2 separate regions of the Mus musculus genome follow, and region 2 is linked to region 1. Evidence: chromatin contacts called from public promoter capture Hi-C data. All regions are on one chromosome and are shown on one strand. Each heading gives the region's core, a stretch centred on a gene start, on an enhancer-like site or on the middle of the called end of the contact. The rest is flanking DNA. Distances are from core to core; before and after follow the strand shown.

Evidence for each region. Promoter capture Hi-C pulls out the DNA fragments that hold promoters and counts their contacts.
Region 2: a contact with region 1 is called in a promoter capture Hi-C map of hippocampal neurons, with 4 times the contacts expected there. The contact joins the promoter of Ccnh here to the enhancer-like site in region 1. A contact is called at or near these places in 6 of 39 promoter capture datasets (the C10 cell line, embryonic stem cells, hippocampal neurons and 1 more), 1 of 484 Hi-C or Micro-C datasets (embryonic stem cells) and 3 of 115 datasets of contacts at active chromatin or transcription factors (astrocytes, embryonic stem cells and stem cell-derived neural progenitor cells).

The regions. Positions count from the first base shown.
Region 1 is chr13:84,949,566-84,956,725 of GRCm38.p6, forward strand. No RefSeq gene overlaps it. Among named protein-coding and RNA genes, the nearest start is that of Gm34196, 47 kb to the left of the region's middle. Within about 2 kb of position 3,821, at least 8 of the 459 cell types and tissues checked have an H3K27ac peak or open chromatin away from gene starts, as enhancers often do. A contact at or near this core is called in hippocampal neurons, where this site is marked.
Region 2 is chr13:85,186,488-85,193,647 of GRCm38.p6, forward strand. Ccnh (cyclin H) reads left to right here and starts at 2,898. Exons shown (of 9, transcript NM_023243.6): 1 at 2,898-3,165; 2 at 4,267-4,389. The coding sequence starts at 3,049.

The sequences.
Region 1 (7,160 bases), core at 2,571-5,070:
AACAAAAAACCCAACAACAACAAAACAAAAAACAAGAACAAAATACAAGCTTTGAAGCATTCAGATCATAATTTATTTTCTGTATCCCAAACTATGATGTTACACATGCAAATCATGATATTTAAAAAAAAAAAGCATTTTCCCCTTGGTAACAAAAAAAATAATCAGAGCTAAGTCAGATATTTGACTATTGCAACTAGGAAATGAAAGCTTTTGTCTGGAAGATTCTTAACTACTTAAAACTTTGTTTCATCCCTTAATGGCCTGTTTTACAAGGCAGGTCACATCCCCAATTTAATCATCATTACCCAAGGCTTATTCACTTAATAATCTCTTCTTCAACTTATTTATTTGTCATAGAGGTAGGTTATATCACAGTTCTGATGGCTTCATAATCAATGAAAGGAAACCCTGATATTTATCTTGTCCCCAGAACAAATTAGTATTTTAGATGTGTGGAATGTTATCATTTTTATTTATGTAAATTATTAGAAACTTTTTAAAGATTTGACATTTCCCTTTAGATTATGATTATAATCATCAAGGTAGTTTAAAATAGGAATCAAAATAGAAATATCACGAGGCCATTAACATTATCAGTTTAATAAATATTCCTTTTAGCACAAACTAGAATTAAATACCGGAATTTTTTTCTGTTTCACCTGGATACGTTCAGCCCTATGTGCAAAATGTTAGTCAATTTAAAAAGTAACTTTATTTTCTATTCGCAGCATAACATAAAACCATTTAGAGATGTGGAGCTCGTCTGCCTGACTAGGAAAAGCAAGACAATTTACACGAGGTCTTGTGCTGATGAAAACCATATATGCTCTTTGCACTGTGTGTCACATTGCATCTTTTTTTGTGTGTGACAGCACTGGACTCAGAAATTAAGCACAGCAGGAAGGAACCTCTTGCATAGATTCAAAATACATGTCCTGACATTAAAGCCAGCCTGCGTTAAGAAGGGGAGAGTTGGAGAGGCCCTCTACGGTCGTTAGAGGATACTAAACTGAAGTCAGTGATTCTCCCCTTTAAAGAATGCTCAGAGGGATCTTGCCAGCAGCAAGCCTGGTGTGTTGCAGACACATTCCTACTGGAATGCAGACAAGACTATTTCCAGTATTGCAAACCAAAATTTCCTGACATTAAAACAAAAGTCATTTCCACGATACTATGTAAAGTTGGTCTGCGTCCTTATAGCCAATCTCAGTGTGGTCATTCATTCACGGGGCTTCTGAACTCCACCTCCCCCATTTGTTGGCATTATTGGCCAGCGATCCACAAGAGCAGAAAGAACCACAGTCGTTATGGCAATTTTTCTAGAATTTTTGCTCATCTAATTGTTTATATTTAATTTCTTTTAAGCAATAGGTTCTAGGGTTCACTTTTCATTTTCATGTGTGTGCATGTTAGAAGGCACCTATGCACATCTTTGTCCCTGAAGGTCAGAGAGGAAGTAACATTGCTTGGAGCTGGAGTTACAGGTACTTATTGCAACCAGAAGGGGGTGCTGTGGACTGTATCATGCTTCTTTGTAAGATAGGTAAGTACTTGTAATGGCTGAACTAGGCAGGTCCCATTAATAATTTGTTTATCTCCATAATTTCGTACAGCTTTTATTATTGGATATTCAAGTCATTATATACAGTGTCATTAACTAGAAATTCCCTTTTTGTTGTTACAAGGTACTTTTATATTTTTTTTCCTTAAAAGTTGTATTGCAATATCCATCCATCACTACCTCCTGTGATCAACTAACTACCTGTAGTGCCTCCATTCCATCACCCTCCCGACTTCATGCTGTCTTGTCATTTTTCATTCTTTGGAATATGGCTACTGGCAGGTTACTCACGCCCCCACGGGTACCCACAGACCCATGGACCCATTCAGCAGCACTAGTCAGATTTAGTGGGTTATTGATAACAAGAACTTGCCAAAAAATTTTTTAACAAGTGGAATTTTGACTTATCAAAAGCTCCAATTTATTTCTATAAGAGGCTTATTTTGCTCCCTTGACACAGAGTCTTACTTGGTACCTAAGCTGTCCCAGAAAATGGTTTGTTTGCTCTAAATTTTAAAATGTATGGGGCTGGAGACATGGCTCTTCCAGAGGTCCTGAGTTCAACTCCCAGCAACCACATGGTGGTTCACAACCATCTGTAATAGGATCAGATGTCCTCTTCTGGTGTGTCTGAAGACAGCAACAGTGAAAATTATACATAAAATGTATTAGCACAAAATTGTTCAAAGTATTAGAACCTTGAGTCTAAACAATAAAGCCTATTTTTTTTCAAGGTCAAAATATTTTGAGTGGAAAGTACACTGGTTGTCTGTGTTCTTTTTTATTTTTTTTAATATTTTTTTTAATTAGGTACTTTCTTCATTCACATCTCCAGTGCTATCCCAAAAGTCCCCCACACCCTCGCCACCCACTCCCCCACCCACTCACTCCCACTTCCCGGCCCTGGCGTTCCCCTGCACTGAGGCATATAAAGTCTGCTTGGCCAATGGGCCTCTCTTTCCACTGATGGCCTACTAGGCCATCTTCTGATACATATGCAGCTAGAGACACGAGCTCCAGGGGGTACTGGTTAGTTCATATTGTCGTTCCACCCATAGGGTTGCAGATCCCCTCAGTTCCTTGGTTACTCTCTCTAGCTCCTCTGTAAACTTATCCAGTCCCAAATTCTATGTGTTGCAGTGAATTATAGTTAGCATAGCCCTCTAACGCCAAGGAGCTCTTGTAGGTTCTATGCTTTCACTATCAACTACATATGTATGTACTCACGCATCACAAAAAAAAAAAAAAAAAAAACAACAAAACAAACCAAAAAAAGGGGGGGGGGGACAACAGAGTTGAAACCAGAAAAATAGCCAATTAGCTTTAGGACATCTTTCACAACATGTGTCTTTCTGTCTGCATTCCCCCTCTCTCGTTATCTAATGCTCTTTTGGCCACCTTCTACATGTTCTAGTGTCTTAGGGTTTTTATTGGTGAGGTGAAACACCATGACAAAGAAACTTGGGGAAAAAGAGTTTATTTGCCTTCCACTTTTCTATCAATTTTTCTTCTAATAAGCAGCAAGTATCTTACATTTCAGACTCTTGTTTCACTTCTTATGTAATTTTGATTTTAAGGTCATTTAAAAATTATATTTTGGTTCTTTGAGGCAGGATCTCATGTAGCCAAGCTTGTGTCAAATTTACTATGTACCCAAGGATGCCTTTGATGTTCTGACTCTCCTATTTGTCTTCCACATGCTGGGAACCCAGTGTAAAACCCCACATCTAGACTATATGAGCTTTAAGAGCAAAGCTATTGTTTTCCATTCTGTTAAAGACACAGTGGAATATATAAGGGCAATAGTGATACAAGTGGACAAGAAGGAAATAAGCCAAGTTGACAGCTTGGTATCAATAAATGATAAGAATTAAAACTGAAAGTCACACACACACATATTTATACACACATATGTGTCTAAAATCCTTACTCTCATGTCATCATCTACAGTGTGTTTAGTTCTGATTATAACATCTTTTTGTCAAAATAAGATGCTATACTATGCTATACTATATTAAATATGTATATTAGTTGCTTGATCCAAATGACATAAATATTAAAATATCAACAATCAATTTGAAAGTTTGTAATTATACATACACAGGAGCATTTTCCCTAAATAAAACACTTGTGTGTGTACACACAGCAATAGCCTGTGAACCATTTACAAAGACTGACTTCCATCTGGCATCGATGCACATAGACTTGTCTCTTCTAGATATCCTTCCCACTGTTCGTCAACAGATGCCTCAGGCATTTGGTGGCACAGAGCAAAAGGGAGAGAAATATCCACCCATACTTCAATATTTGGCAGATTAAAGCACCTACCATCTAAAATATAGTTTTTTTAAAAGTCTAAATACAGCTGAAAATCTGTTACATAATTATGGGGGGGGAAAGGAAGAAAGATGTAACAACTACATTTTTGCATGGAAATATTTAGCTGTTCTGGGTGATATGCAGGCTGAACAGAGGGTCAGCTTTAAGGACCAGAGTTTCTCACTGTTGCTATTCACTTGTCACAGTAGTTATTAGACTCATACCTACTAGGTGTTCTTGCTGTTTTACTAGCCTTTGAAAATTTAAATTATCTAGAAGCAAAAGAGAAGTAAAAGGCTAGAAAAACTGAAAAATTAAACTTTTAAAAGACGTGTTTTTTGCCTGGTGATCATCAGTCAAGCACCTAATAATAAAATAAATATAGATTTTTCTTCTCCAGATAAACAGTCATTACTTTCATCTTACAGTGAACACACAGTAAGTGGGAGAACAGTGCACTCAGTGCACTTCATGATCATGTGTAAATGATTTACCCTGCCAATCCAAAGGAGTAATAAACCTGTGTAGCCCAGGGCTGGAGCTGTCTGTGTGCTTGACCAGGTGTGGTTCTGTACATACACAGCCACCTGTTTTCTGGATCACAATGTAAGTGCAGAAGAATACCTGGCTGTGGGTTTCTATCAAATATCAGGACAATTCAAAAGCTTGTTTAGTTTTAACAGTGTTGTCATTTGAATCAGTGCACAGCAAAATGACAATGCAGAACTTTAATAATCTGTAAGTTGAGTGATAACAAGTGATAGCTGTAAAAATAATAAATACAAAGAAAGAAAAGCGAAAAGCAAAAGTGCTGGATACTAAGAGTTTCACATGCTTGCTGAGGCATGTACATATATGTACACATAATACACACCACACATTAAAATAGATCTGGCCTATTAAGAAAAAAAAAAGTATGTCCTGAAATCGGTACTATTACACTTCTATAGTGGTATCCAAAAGTCAGTAATGGCACTTCAAAGAGCCTGTGAGAAACAGAAAACACAAGTTTGGAAAGTGACATGACGTTTGTGTGGCACACCTGTTTTAAGTTGCAGAAGTCAGCTGTGCATGGATGTGTCTGGCTACAACATGAATTCACATTGGTGGAAAACAGCTGCATATCACTTGGAAACATTTTTTTTCAAAACTGAAATTTCTTCAATGGAAAAATAGAGCCATCTTCATAAGTGAGAATTCTTTATTATCTATAGGCTATTTCCCATATAACTTAAGTTTTAAAATGCAGTTTTATGGTCTAGGAATTGTCTGTTCTTAAAATAAAAAACCCTAAAAAACTAAAAAAAAAAAATCTGCAATGAATAGATTCCTTTTAAGATACACTTTACAATTTGATAGTGGGAACTGTTCTTTATCACTAACAAAGCAGGGGAGGGAAGATAAAGTAAGGACAGAGGGGGAAAAATTAAGTTTTTTTTTAACTGAAAAAATAACTCCCCTTTGAAGTATTTGTTGCTGCTTCCATCAGTAATTAAGATCACTGAGTTTGCAAAGAGCCCCCAGAGGCTGTCCTTACAGCTCCCAGCCTTTCTTTCTTCACAGGTTTGTTCATATTGTGTTGCAATCCACTCTTCTTTCTATATAAGAAGATGAGCTCTCTCAGTTCGATTAGAATTAGAATTCTTTCCCTTGGGTTTTTGAGACTGAAGATCACAAATATGCCAAGGTTTCCAAGGAGATATATGAGGATATGGAAATGGATTACCTTAGGAAAACTAAAGGAACAAACTCAGATCTCAAAGTAGCAGTCCCTAGTGCTCAAGTGGTCTATGGTTACTATAGTCTGTCCTTTCTAGAAAAGATAGCTAAAATAGGAAGACCTTAAGATATGAAATGGTGCGATCAACATTTGTCCTCGTCTACCATCTATCACCGTGTTCATTATTGCATGCAGCATCGATGAAAGAAACTGAGAGGCAGACAGAAAGCATGAATGCTAAAATATAATCTATGAATTTCTACTGAAAAATGAATCTGGCTGCAGTATAAGGATGGTTCCTCCACAAAGACCCACAATGTGCTTTGTTTACCAGCTGCAAAAATAATTTGCATTCCAACTAAGGTGAATTTAGGCAGGGAAATTGTGGCTGAAAGTTATACTTCACTGTACTGTACTACACTGTACTGCACTATGCTATGCTAACCTACTTATGGTTTGTAAGTCTATCAAGCACTTAGTATTTTACAGTTCCTTATCTTCTATACCTACCATCCTACTGAAAACTTTCATGTGATTTGTGACATTGCTCAGCAAAGTAACTGTTTATTTTCAATAGGCTAGTCTTCCAGGGCATTGCTGAATAGATACATGCTGTTAAATATCTAAATGTCTCTTCTCATTCTCCATAGCTCATCACTGTCGAGCTATGTCAAGTAGTCTACTGTCTGCTAGGCTCTGCACTGTGGAAGATGATGCCGATTAGTCGACTATTATCAGCCAAACCTACTCCACAAAAAACATATTATCTTAAATTATATAAAAAGAACAAAATAGTCCAATTAAGAGATAAAAGAAATAAATTTTGTTCTTTAAATTATGATCCACTGCATTTTTCTAAACTACACAATAAATTATGGATTGGTAGAACAGGAGCTTTGTGTTGATTGAACTGATATGGAGATCCATAACACCATCACCTAAAAATAGACTCTGGCTTCTCTTCAAAAGGAACACTCAAGGATGCACTGGGGTTTGGGGTAACTATTATGCTATTGCATGTAATTACCTCAAGGCCAAAGCTGTCCCAACAAAATTGCCAGTTTTGAAAGTTTATATGGTAATGTTGTTTTATACATTAGTGTTAATGTGACATTTTCTGATTGACATTTTCTGATTTTTCAAAAACAAATGTACTGACTGACAGAAATATATTTTTAATAGTATATAGGAGATTACCTATAGAACTTTTCAGTTACTTGTTAGTTAAAAACTCAGTTGACTTGAACATTTCATGTTAACACTTGTCTATATGCTTGCCCCTCTTTATCCTTATCTTTTCTATTTAAAAATAAAAATGAGTTTTACATGAAGAAATAAATACTTTGATTAATGAGATGATCAATATATTTTAATAAATATTTCAGAACAAGTAACACATTATTTGGTGTTTAACTATTATACAATGTCCATTTTTAAATGAATACAAAACATCCATGCTTCCAGACAGTTTATATATTCATTACCATCATAAACATCAGATAGGATTTAAATTATATGGGACCTGAGAAAAGTTGAAGCAAATCAAGTGAAGAACAC
Region 2 (7,160 bases), core at 1,648-4,147, 240 kb after region 1:
TATTATTTCTGTGAGCTTAAATGTAATTCACTTTCTTTTAAAAACTAAGATTTAGATAGGAGTGTCATGACTGACCTAAACTCATTATATCATGGCCTTTAACTCTTGATCCTCCTGCTTTCTTCCAATGTCCTTACATAGCAGAAGGTGTAGCCCAGATTAAAGGTGTGTACTACCAAGCCTGGATCTGGGACTTGCTTTGTTCCAGGCTGACCTTGAACACAGATTCCTTAGACATTCACCACCATTCCTGGCTTTGTTTATTTATTTTTCTTTAACTTCCTTTATTGTGTGTCACCAAAATCAGAAACTTTGTGTTGATGAAATAAAGGTGGTAAGTTAAGAAAATGTAATCAAGATTCAACTTAAAATACTCTAAATTGGAGATAAGAGGTTGGCCCAGTGGATTAAGCATTTGTCTTTCAACTGTGAGGACCAGAGTTAGGATACACAAAACTCAAGTGAAAACTAGTATGCTTGTTAGCCACCTGTAACCTTGCCCAACACTCTTAATGCAGAGATGGGGAGTATGTAGTCAGCCTAGCAGGAAATGCGGAACTTTGGTTTCATTGAAAGGTGATGCTTCAATTAATACAATGGAGAAAGATTGAAGAAGATACCTAACATCAACTTTGGACTTTTACATGCATGTGACACATGTATACATGCATACATACATGCACACATATACCATACACACACCGACATGCAAAAATTACTCCAAGTTATATAAGTAAAATTGATCCCTTATTCTTCTGGTCCCCTTTTCTTCCTTTCCTGTTGAGAAAACACAATCTTGAATTCTTTTAATTTTCTCCTTGTCCTAGGGTTTCTAGGATAAAACTTTAAGAAATGGGAAAATTTCCCCAAAGCAAGAAAAGAATTCCCAGCACTATGTGTGCTCTTGCAGATATCTTTTTTTCATTATTTGCATTTCAAATGTTTTCCCCTTTCCAGGTCTCCCCATTCGGAACCCACCTATCACATCCCCCCCTTCTCCTGTCTCTATAAAGGTGCTCTTCTACCCACCCACCCACCCACCCACTCCTGTCTTCTCATCCTCACATTCCCCTACATTGTGACAACCCAGATGTCCCTCAACAGAGGAATGAATATGGAAAATGTGGTACATTTACACAATGGAGTACTACTCAGATACTAAAAACGATGAGTTCATGAAATTCTTAGGCAAATGGATAGAACTTGAAAATATCATCCTGAGTGAGGTAACTCAGTCACAAAAGAACATACAAGGTATGTACTCACTGATAAGTGTATATTAGCCCAAAAGTTTAGAATAACCAAGATTCATTTCACAGACCATAGGAAGCCTAAGAAGAAGGAAGACCAAAATGTGGATGCTTCAGTGCTTCTTAGAAGGGTGAACAAATTACTCACAGAAGGAAATATGTAGACAAAGTGTGGAGAAAGACTGAAGGGAATGCCATCGAGATAGAGACTGACTGACTTGGGGATACATCACATATACAGCCAGCAAACCCAGCCCCTATTGTGAGTGCTGGGAAGTGCTTGCTGATGAAAGCCTGATATGGCTGTCTCCTGAGATGCTCTTCCAGAGGCAGATGCTTGCAGCCAACCACTGGACTTAGCTCAGGGGTCCCCTGTGGAGGAGTTGGAGAAAGGACTGAAGGAGCTGATGGGGGGTTGCAGCCCCATGGAGGGAGCAAGTGTCAACAGGCCAGACCTCCTGGAGCTCCTGGGGACTGGACCACCAACTAAAGAGTACACATTGATTGACCCACGGTGCTGGCCTCATATGTGGCAGAGGACGGTCTTGCAGGTAACTTTAGTGAAGTACATAAAACCTTTCTTTGAAGACCAAGAGGCAATAAATGCTCTGTAAAGCCAGATCTTTGATTACAACTCTTGGATTACAAGTTATATTGGTGCTCAAAAAACTTAGTCTGTCTACAAATAGTACATAGCACAGTTTAAGAACTGCTGTACAAAGACATTTGTGTTTATTTTTTTAAAAAGCACTGAAAAATTTCCAGTTAATAATTTATGTCTTGGTGGTGTCCAATGAAACAGTAGTATCTTTGTCATTGAGCTGTTAATTTACTTGTTCCTTTTCTAGGAAGACTAGAATGCATTTTGTTTGAATAATCTCCAATTAGATGCAGCAAAATGTGGCCTAAAGATTATGTAAAGAGGGCATTGATGCATGGCTGTGTTTCCAGAATTTGAGAGGCTTAGGCAGGAGGATCATAAATTTGAAACCACCATGAACTAAATATGGATTTCTAGTATATAATGAGACAATAAGGAGCTGAGAAAGGCAGGAAAAATGAGAGGAAACTCTACTGCACAAATTATGGCAGTGGGGGGATTGCTTTGTGCTCTCCCTGTTGGTATCAGGACCTCTGAAACTCGTGACATCATGTAGGCGAGACCCACAGACCTGTTGCCAAGACAATAGCCACCATATTCCCAGAATCCATTGTGCTCACCTCCCACTTTTACCTATAACCACGTCACCATCCATATATATACATACATACATATATATGTGTGTGTGTGTGTGTATGTGTGGTTAAGAGCACTGACTGTGTCATCCATATGAACTGGGTTCAATTCCCAGCACCCACAGGGCAGTTCATAACTGTCTGAAACTCCCATTCCAAGGGATCTGAAGCTGTCACACAGATATACATTCAGGCAAAACACCAATGGGCATAAAATAAAAATAAAAAATAAAGAAATGAAGGCTTATGGTTCTTTGTGCCCAGGCGTCCTCTGGAACCTGGATCCCTGCGGCCACGCCCACTTTCTGACCCTCCTGGGTCACGCCCTTCAGACTCCTCCCCAAAGCCTGGGAGCCCCGAGGCTCCGCCCTCCCTCGTTGCGGAACACCTCCCACCGGCTCCGGAAACTCCAGAGCAGACGCTGGCACGTGACCGGGACGTCACGCACGCGTCCGCGGTCTGGGCGGGGGCGGGGGTTCGCGCGTTGGCCGTCGCTCGTGGTCGCTGTCTCTCGGAGTGTCGCTGTTTTTGTCGCGGCCCTGCGGCCCGTGAGGGCTACAGCATGTATCACAGCAGCAGCCAGAAACGGCACTGGACCTTCGCTAGCGAGGAGCAGCTGGCGCGCCTGCGGGCGGACGCCAACCGCAAATTCAAGTGCAAAGCTGTGGCTAACGGGAAGGTGAGGTCCCCGCGAGCCAGCCCCTGTGCCCACCCTAAACCTGGGACCTCTCCTGAAGTCCCGCTTTGCCTGCAGGCTGGAAGCCTGTAGAGCGCTCGCCTGGCTGTGTCAGTGCAGACAGGGACTGACGCGACAGCCAAGTCCGGGGCTGGCGGTGGCAGAGGTCTGAGTGACATCCTGGGGACTGGCAAGAGCCTTGGAAGAGTGCGGACTTAGTGCGGGACTCGAACTGGTCACTTGTCCTGCAGGATGTCACGACAAATCATTCTCTGTAGATGGCAGGAGGGAGGGCACACACATAGGCTGGTGTCTAGTGGAAAGTCAGACTGGCAGGCAAGTGCCTGGAGTGCTGGTGGTCACTCATGGATGAAGCTGTACCTCTGCAGCAGTGGTTGAAGAACGTGCACAAGCAACTTTGTAAGCGGAAGTGTAAGGCGGTTGAAATTCTTGCCAAAACTGAAAGGAACTTTTCAAAGACTTGAAATGGGGGGATGATGGCTTGTTGGATCTGCTTTCCAGAAACAACCTTCACACAGAAGGTTGTACAAGGAAAGAAAATAGTTGACACAAGTAATGCGTGTTCTATGGGCCTCTATCCAGGTCTTCCTACAACTCTCCCATTCATTTCTGTGTACGGCCCTGGATAACTTTATAGTAGCTTCTACAAATTTCAGGCAAATAAAATTTGTACCAACAAAACAGGTAGACAATGAACTGAGTTATTTTAATTTTGGTGACATATGGATTTACTGCAAAAGCTACTTTGGGAGAGTTCCAACCCATGAAAATATGTATTTTTTTTTTAATTTACAAATAATGGTATCAAACCTGGGAGTGAATTGACACATACTCTGTCATGACTGTTTAAAAATGTCCAGCTGACAGTTTGAGAACTTGTAAAATGAAAGCCTAGATTCAGTTTATTGATTTTTGCTTATTCTTCTCCTAGATATTTTGCTTGATGCTTAGTAAACTTAACAAAGAGAGAAAGCTTCAGGTCTATTTTTTGTTGGTGGTATAAGTCCAATTTAAGCAGGACAGATAAGACGGTCTTACAATGAATTCACTGACCTTACATTGAAATGTCTGCTCTGTCTAAAGGTTCTTCCAAATGATCCAGTGTTTCTGGAGCCTCATGAAGAATTGACACTTTGCAAGTACTATGAAAAAAGATTATTGGAATTCTGTTCAGTGTTTAAACCAGCTATGCCACGGTCTGTTGTGGTAAGTGATGGGAGAGAAGAATATGCTTGTTAGCTGGCTTGAGAGAATTGAACTAGACTTTTCCCTTCTTTTTCCTCCATAATTTTTTTTTCACATTATATCCCAATAGCACACCACCTCTTCTCATTCCTGCCGTTTGCAAATTCTTCTGACCAATACTCCCTTCCCTTCTCAGAGAAGGGGAAGCCCCTCCTCCTTTGGGTACCACCCTGCCTTGTGACATCTAGCCCCAGAAGGACTAAGCATCTCTACCACTGAGGCCCAACAAGTCATTCTGGTTGGGAAAGGGGATCCAATGGCAAGCAACAGAGTCAGAGACAGCCCCTGTTCCAGATGTTAGGGGACCCATATGAAGACCAAGCTGCACATGTGGTACAAATGTGGAGGGTTGGGGAGCTAGATCCAGCCCTCTTTGGTGGTTCAGTCTCTGTGAGCCCCATGGGCCCAGATTAGTTGGCTCCGTAGACCCTCCTATGGAGTCCTTTACAACTCTGGCCTGCTCAATTCCACCACTCTTCCATAAAACTCCCCAAGCTCTTCTTGATGTCTGGCTCTGGGTCTCTGCAGCTGTTTCCATCTGTTGCTAGATGAGGCCTCTCAGGAGACAGTTATGCTAGGTTCCTATCTGCAAGAACAGCAGAGTATCAGTAATAGTGTCGGGTTGGCTCTTTCCCATGGAATGGGTCTCAAATTGAGCCAGTCATTGGTTGGCCTTTCACTTGAGGTTGCTTCCAGTTTCTGGCTATTATGAATAAAGCTGCTGTGAACACAGTTGAGCAAGTGTCCCTGTGGTATAGTGGTGCATCCTTTGGGTATATGCCGGGAAGTGGTATTGCTGGGTCTTAAGGTAGAACTAATCCTGATTTTCTGAAAATCTGCCAAACTGATATCCAAAGTGTTTGTACAAGTTTGCACTCTCACCAGCAAAGGAGGAGTGTTCCCTTTGCTCCACATCATCACCAGTATGTGGCTGGTGACTGTCACTTCAGTTTTGTTTGTTTGTTTGTTTGGTTTTGTTTTTTGGCGAGACAGGGTTTCTCTGTATAGCTGTGGCCGTCTTAGAACTCACTTTGTAGACCAGGCTGACCTCGAACTCAGAAATCGGCCTGCCTCTGCCTCCCAAGTGTTGGGATTAAAGGTGTGCACCACCACTGCCCGGCTCAGTTTTTGATCTTAGTCATTCTAATGGGTGTAAGAAGGAATCTCAGAATCTTTTTGATTTGCATTTCCCTGATGACTAAAGATGTTGAACATTTCTTTCAGTGCTTCTCCGCTATTTGAGATTTCTTTGTTGGGAATTCTCTGTTTAGCTCTATACCCCATTTTTAATTGGTTTAGTTGATTTTTTTCATGTCTAATTTTTGAGTTCTTTATATGTTTTGGATATTAGTCCTCTGTCGGACAATCCTGTACAATAAAAGAATTTCTGGAGGTATGACCCTCCCTGATTTCAAGCTATACTACAGAGCAATAGTAATAAAAACTGCATGGTATTAGAATAAAAACAGACAGGTTGATCAATGGAATAGAATCAAAGACCCAGAAATAAACCCACATACCTATGAACACTTGATATTTGACAAAAAAGCCAAAACCATGCAATGGGGGAAAAAAGCATCTTCCAACAAATGGTGCTGGTCTAAGTGGCTGTCTGCAAATAGACTCATATATATTACCCTGCACTAAACTCATGTGCAGATGGGGTAAAGAAAGTAGGGAACTGCTTGCACTCATTGGCACAGGAGACAAATTCCTGAGTTCCTTAGCTTAGGCATTATGATCAAAGGTTAATAAATGGGACTTCATGAAATAGGAAAGCTTTTGCATGGCTAAGGACACCATCAGTAGGAAAAAATGGAAGCCTACAGAAAGGAAAAAGATCTTTTATTCTTTACAAGTAGCAAAATGGTATTTACGTTAGAGTTATCTTTGAGGTTAAAGTAGTTCCTAACTGCAGACTAAATAGGACCCAAACTATTTGGCAGACTATAATAGAAAAAAAAAAATCTAGTAGTTTATTTCTTCTCACAGTGTGGCTCAATACAGGCCATCTCATCAGAAAATGGCTCTCTTGCCATGACTAGAATCCTAGACTCCTCCCCTCTGGTGACTCTTGGAGTGCCTAGCCTGGTAATCCTCTGCTTCTGGCTGGACTGGGCTGAAACTGAGGGGAAGGCGTAGTTGCTCCATGAATCTTGGGCTGAAAAGTGAGTCATTGCACTAACTTTGTTAGCCATACCAGACAAAAGCAAGACTGAAATGTGGCCTCTCTCCAGATGCTTAGTTCTCTGGATCAAGGTGTGAATCTTAATGTACGTTAGCCACCATAACATGCTTACATGAAAGTTGTATATGAATCAGTCACATTTTTTTAAATACTGGTATTTTCATACTTGTATCAGTATAATGAATGTGAGAAAAATTAATTTTGTAAAAATTTTAAAGGCCTAATTCATAGTTGCTATATTTTAAGAGGAAGGGCATCTCCTGGGTCACTTTATAGTGTGCTGTACAGGTTGTGACATTCCTTTCTTTTTCTGTTTGTTTGTTTTAGAGCTTTATTGTGGAAAGGCAGAGAGAGAGAGAGAAGGTAGAGAAGGAGAGGCTGCCCATGGCCATGAGGAGAAGGGAGGGGATAGAGGTAGCAAGAGGGCTGGAAAAGCAAGAGAAGCAGGAGAGGCGAGAGCTTAAGCGACATCCGCATTTTTCTTCCCATATTCTTTACAGTGGAATTGAGATTAGAATATAAACTAGTGACTTTTCAACTCTGC